Linked DNA regions of Mus musculus: region 1 is linked to region 2. Evidence: chromatin contacts called from public Hi-C data. All regions are on one chromosome and are shown on one strand. Each heading gives the region's core, a stretch centred on a gene start, on an enhancer-like site or on the middle of the called end of the contact. The rest is flanking DNA. Distances are from core to core; before and after follow the strand shown.

Region 1 (2,700 bases), core at 100-2,599, 38 kb after region 2:
CCCATACCCTTTAGACGTGGTAAACTGCTTAACTAGTCCTCAGCCCTTCCATCTAAAATGGGGCTGTGTCTGAGCATCACGAGGCCATCGTGAAGATAGACAACCAGGGAAGTAAGGTCCATGTAACAGGTATTAGGGCCAGTGAGACGGCTCAGCAGGTTGAAGGTACTGGTCACCATGCCTGATGACCCGAGTTCAATTCCCTAGGACCCAGATAATGGAGAAAACAGACTCTGACTTCTGAGGGTACCTGACACACATGCATACATGAACACACCCATACATCCCCAACACATATACCCACCCACTCACACATGCCCATACACACCCACACCCACCCACATATGCCCATACCTACCTACCTACACACACACACCCATATACACCCACCCACTCACAACACACTGCCACATCCACACACATCCATATACGCTCACACCCCCACATGCCCATACACACCTACTATACCCGCATTCACCCACCCATATACACCCATACCCACACACCCACACAGGCCCCATACACCCACATATGCCCACACTCATACCCACACCCACGACTGCACCACCATCCCCCACACAAATAAACAAAGTGAGGAGTTAGATGGTGCAGAGATTAAGATCCTGTAATCTTTTTGCAAAGGACCCAAGCTCAGTTCCCAACACACAGCCCCCTGTAACTCCAGCTTCAGGGGACATGACACTCCCATAGGATGCACTAATTTATAGATAACAGAAATAAGTCTTTTTAAAACACAAATACAGCCGGGCGTGGTGGTGCACGCCTTTGATCCCAGCACTCGGGAGGCAGAGGCAGGCGGATTTCTGAGTTTGAGGCCAGCCTGGTCTACAAAGTAAGTTCCAGGACAGCCAGGGATATACAAAGAAACCTTGTCTCGAAAAAAAAACCACAAATAAAATAAATAAAAGCACTTACTAGAAATGCCTTGTCTGGGGTCTGGAAAAATAACTACATGGTTAAGAGCACTGGCTGCTCTTCAAGAGGTCCCACGTTCGATTCCTAGCGCCCGCAAGGTGGCTCACAACCATCTATGACTCTAGTTCCAGGAGATGACACCCTCTTCTGGTCTCCACGGGCCGTGAACACACGTGGTACACAGGCATACATGCAAGTGAACACCCATACACATAAAATTTAAAGGTTTTAAAGATGCCTGGCCTAGTAATCACTTATTAAAAGCTGTTGCCATGGCAACAATCCTGGCTGGCACCCGCCTTCCCATCCTGGCTTTCCACAGCCCTGCCTGACAGTGCCTATAGAACTCTGAAGAAGCAGGCTACAGATGGGTTGGAGAAGGTAGCTGGATGAACCAGCCAGGGCTGGAAACAGCCCAGAGTGGGGCAGATCTGCTTTCCGTCTCCGCTTCCCACGGCAGCTGCCGGAGGCTGCTGCTCAGTCGGGACCAGCCTGTCCAACTGAACAGGTCAGAGCTGCCAAGAAAACGCCCGCCCGGAGTGTGCCTTGGATGCCTGGACCAGGGAGAATGATTAGAGATTTCACAGATTAAATTTCTCCTTGCACGTTTATCGCCAACGGTAGTCATTTGTTGAAATGAAATGTGCAGTTTCAAAGGCATTAACGCTCTGCCATTTCTGTGCGCTAGCTCTGTATCTTTAATCAGGCAGCGATTGCAGGAGGCAGGGGAGAGGCTGGGATGGTGTTGTTGAGATAATTAACAAAAGCGTCTCTCACCATGACCTGAGAAGAAAAGAGATCCTGGTGTACAAAAACCAGCAATCTTTTTATGCCTTTATCTTACACTCTGATTTATTTAAGATTTTATTTTTCTGAAAGAGGGTCTCACTAGGAAGCCCTGGCTGAACTTGTTATGTAGACCAGGCTGGACCTGCACACTCCACCATGACCTGATATCTTTTTTAGTTTAATTTTATTTTTTTGTATATATGTATGGTGTGTGTGTGGGGGGGGTGCGTACATGTGCACATGCATGCGCACGCAGGGGACATACATGCATTGAATGCACGCAGGCAGAGAGGAGAGTACCAGTGGGTATATTCCTCCTTCCCTCTCTCTACCTTATACACTGAGGCGGGGTTTCTCATTCAAGCTAGAACAAGATCCGGAGCCAGCTGTCCTGCCTGCTCTCAGGAGCCAACCTCCTAAGATGAGGAATCACAGATCAACCCCCACACCCACCAGTGCTTATAGTAACTCCAGTTATTATACTTGAACATCAAATGGTTTACCCACTGAGCCTCTCCGTAGCCCCCAAACTGACTACCTCCCCCATCCAGTCCTTTTACGTGACATTTCCCCTCTGATGACAAAAATCAATCAAAAGATCCCCTTCCCACAAGGCTTCACGAGGCAGAACATTAGCATTCAGAATCACGGTCCGTGAGCACACAGTCTCAAGGCTCTGTAGCGATGAGAAATTACCCCTGCAGAAGTCAGCCTGAATCACAATGGCATCGAGCCCAAGTGCAACAGCAAGGTGCTCATTAAACAATTACACTGCTAAACAACGGAGCTACCGCTATTTGGTTACGCACGTGTGCTCTAACCTCCCGCCTGCCGAAGCAGAAGTCTCAGCGCACACAACCCGATGATGTAGCTTTTAGCCCTACCTCCTCCCCCTGTTCCTTTGCCAGGTCCTTGATCTTCCTTGGGCCTTCTTTTTCTCCCAGCAGTGAGGAAGCTAACTCTAACCAGTTCTCT
Region 2 (2,700 bases), core at 81-2,580:
CGGGACACTTGCCTCTCCACACAGTGGCCCCAGCCGTGACCACCCTGTACCAGTCCCTGCTGTGTCCTGTCTACCTGTGTGTTCTCTGACTACCGCACTGGCCATTAAATATGGCAGAGACTGCCCACCGCTGTCCTGAGGAAGTGTTTGTGGGGGGAGGGCTGGGAAGTGAGCCACTGGGTAGGGTGGGGAGATTAAAATGGGGCCCTGATGGGGTGTCTTCCCCACAATGCTGAGACACTTGTGGTCCCACCTGTCCTGAGCTAGGTGTTTTTAGAACTGATGATTGCCTAGTGCTGAGCACCTGGGGCTTGCACGGGCCTTAGCAACCGCTGCCTCTGTGAGGACAGGAAAAGATATGGATTTCTACATCTGGCTCACAGGAGGAAGAGCTCAAAACGGGGAGTGTGCTGGTCCTGGCTCTACCCCCTCTGGGTCTGGGAGTCAGGCTGCTCAAAGCCAGTAATGAATTCTTCCCGGTTACAGTCCCCAGTTCTGGTGACAATTTAGAGACATCTTCTCTTCTCTCTTCTCTTCTCTTCTCTTCTCTTCTCTTCTCTTCTCTTCTCTTCTCTTCTCTTCTCTTCTCTTCTCTTCTCTCCTCTCCCCTCCCCTCCCCTCCTCTCTTTCTCTCCCCTCCCCTTCCCTCTTTTCTCTTCTCTTCTCTTTTCTCCTCTCCTCTCTCTCCCCTCTCCTCCCCTCCCCTCCCTTCCCCTCTCCTCTCTCCTCCCCTCCCCTCCCCTCCTCTTCTCTTTCTCTCCTCTCCCCTCCCCTCCCCTCTCTCTTCTCCTCTCTCTCTCTCTCTCTCTCTCTCTCTCTGTCTGTGTGTGTGCACATGCGCATGCGTGTCTGGTGACAATTTAGAGACATATTCTCTCTCTCCCTGTGTGGTGTTGCTGTGTGTGTGCATGTGTGTGCGGTGTGCGCTTGTGTGCACAGAAGCAAGAAGACAACCAATGTCCATTATCACTACACCATCTTGTCTCACCTAACCTGTCCCCCAACATTTAGGTTAGACTGGCTGGCCAGTGAGCCCCTGGAATCCACCTGTTACCAGCCCCGCTAGCCATACTAATTTCTAGAAGAGTTCTGTGGATTCAAACTCAGTCCTCCTGCTTGTATAGCCAATGCTGTAACTCACTGAGCCACCTCCCCAGGTCCAGAGGCATCCTTTCCCTGTTATGCATCCCCAAAGAATGGAATTGGAAAATGGGGACTTGAAAGTCCTGTAGCCTCAGAGACTTGCTTTGCAACCCTTGAGGGTCCCAGACCAAGGCTGTGGTAATACCACAGGTGGACGCTAGATGGCAACAATGTGACTCTTCCCACTCACCACCTACTTCCTTGCAACCTCTAGCCCCGCCTTCCCACGTTACCACTAGTTGCCACCCCCACCCTGTCTATCCGTGCAGATTTACACTTCTGGCTGGCCAGTCCTCCAATCTAGCTTCCACAGGCCCCAGAACTATTCCCCACCCAGACACGGGTGTGTGACCCTGACCCTTCCACATGTGGGTTGGACCCCTATGTTTACCTGGATGTGGAGGCTAGCAGGCATCCTGAGGTGTCAACCCTCATGCACCACCCACTCTGTGACATGTTTTCACTGACCAGGGGCTTGCTGTTTGGCTGGACTGGCATACTCAGCACTGGGCTCCCGGGGGAGGGGGGGCTCGGGGGGCCAGGGCACAGCCATGCCTGCTTGCTTGTTTTATGGTTATGGGACTCAGGCAGGCATCTTCCTAAAAACCTGTAGCTCTGAGAAGGTTTTAGAGTTATGTGTTTTGCCTGCATGTATATGCACCACATGAAACCTGGTCAGAAGAGGGCGTCACATCCTTAGAACTAGAGTTACTTATGGTTGTGAGCTGCCATGTGGGTGCTGGGTACTGAACCCAGTTCTTCTGCAAGGGCAGCAGGCACTCCTAACTCCTGAGCCATCATCTCTCCTGGCCCTTGCTCTTGAATTTTAAACAAGACAGATCACTCTGGCTTCGAGAACTTCCTGAAATGCTGGACCAAACTCATCTCTGTGCCCAGTAGAACAGCTCCAGGCCGTACCCTCTAGTTTGCCGCCCCCTCCCCGGCACGTGGGGCTCCTGTCACTGACAACCAGTGTTGTGTGGTTCCAGCCTCTCTCCATCTTTGGGTGCTCCAGAACAGGAGCCCCGCCTGGATCCTCTACACCGATTCTACCATTCACTCCAGGACCCCAAAATAAGTCACTCCAAAGACATAGTATTTTTCCAATTAAATTTTTTCTTTTCTCTTTTTCTTTCCTTTTTTTTTTTTTATGAAAAAAGATCACACAGAATTTGCCAACAAACAAAATTCCAAAAGAAACTTAAAAAAAAAAATCAGGAAACAGTAATTACCCCCACCCCAAAAAGAAAAGAAAAAACAAAACCGAAATCTGGCTTTTCCTTCCTTCAAGATTGTCTGCTCAAAGCCTCCGGGGACCCCACTGGGGTCTGGCAGGCACAGGGGGACTGGTTAAGTGCTTCGGGCTGAGCTGGGGGCTGGGCTCGGGCCCCCTCTTTCTATTTCCATCTCTCATCCATTTGGGGGCACATACAGTACACATGGGCAGGGGTGCGGGTACAGGGGAGTGGGGGAGAGGCATAAAGCCGGTGCTAGACATTCACGATCTAACAGGAAATAAAAAATAATATTCTGCACGTCAGAATGTGTTTTTTTTTA

Evidence for each region. Hi-C and Micro-C count contacts between places; a contact is called where the count stands out from the background.
Region 1: a Hi-C map of the N1E-115 cell line shows a contact between it and region 2, with 2.5 times the contacts expected there. The contact joins two enhancer-like sites. A contact is called at or near these places in 1 of 15 datasets of contacts at CTCF or cohesin (pro-B cells), 37 of 484 Hi-C or Micro-C datasets (the Ba/F3 cell line, DN2 thymocytes, the G1E-ER4 cell line and 20 more), 3 of 115 datasets of contacts at active chromatin or transcription factors (double positive thymocytes and embryonic stem cells) and 3 of 9 other capture datasets (adipose tissue, liver and pancreatic islet).

Annotation. Positions count from the first base shown.
Region 1 is chr5:142,760,167-142,762,866 of GRCm38.p6, forward strand. The region is part of intron 13 of Tnrc18 (trinucleotide repeat containing 18); the gene reads right to left. Among named protein-coding and RNA genes, the nearest start is that of Gm31365, 51 kb to the right of the region's middle. Within about 2 kb of position 1,350, at least 47 of the 459 cell types and tissues checked have an H3K27ac peak or open chromatin away from gene starts, as enhancers often do. A contact at or near this core is called in the N1E-115 cell line and cerebral cortex, where this site is marked.
Region 2 is chr5:142,722,366-142,725,065 of GRCm38.p6, forward strand. Slc29a4 (solute carrier family 29 (nucleoside transporters), member 4) reads left to right here. Exons shown (of 11, transcript NM_146257.2): 11 at 1-125. It overlaps Tnrc18 (trinucleotide repeat containing 18), which reads right to left. Exons shown (of 28, transcript NM_001122730.3): 28 at 2,237-2,700. Among named protein-coding and RNA genes, the nearest start is that of Slc29a4, 22 kb to the left of the region's middle. Within about 2 kb of position 1,331, at least 26 of the 459 cell types and tissues checked have an H3K27ac peak or open chromatin away from gene starts, as enhancers often do. A contact at or near this core is called in the N1E-115 cell line and cerebral cortex, where this site is marked.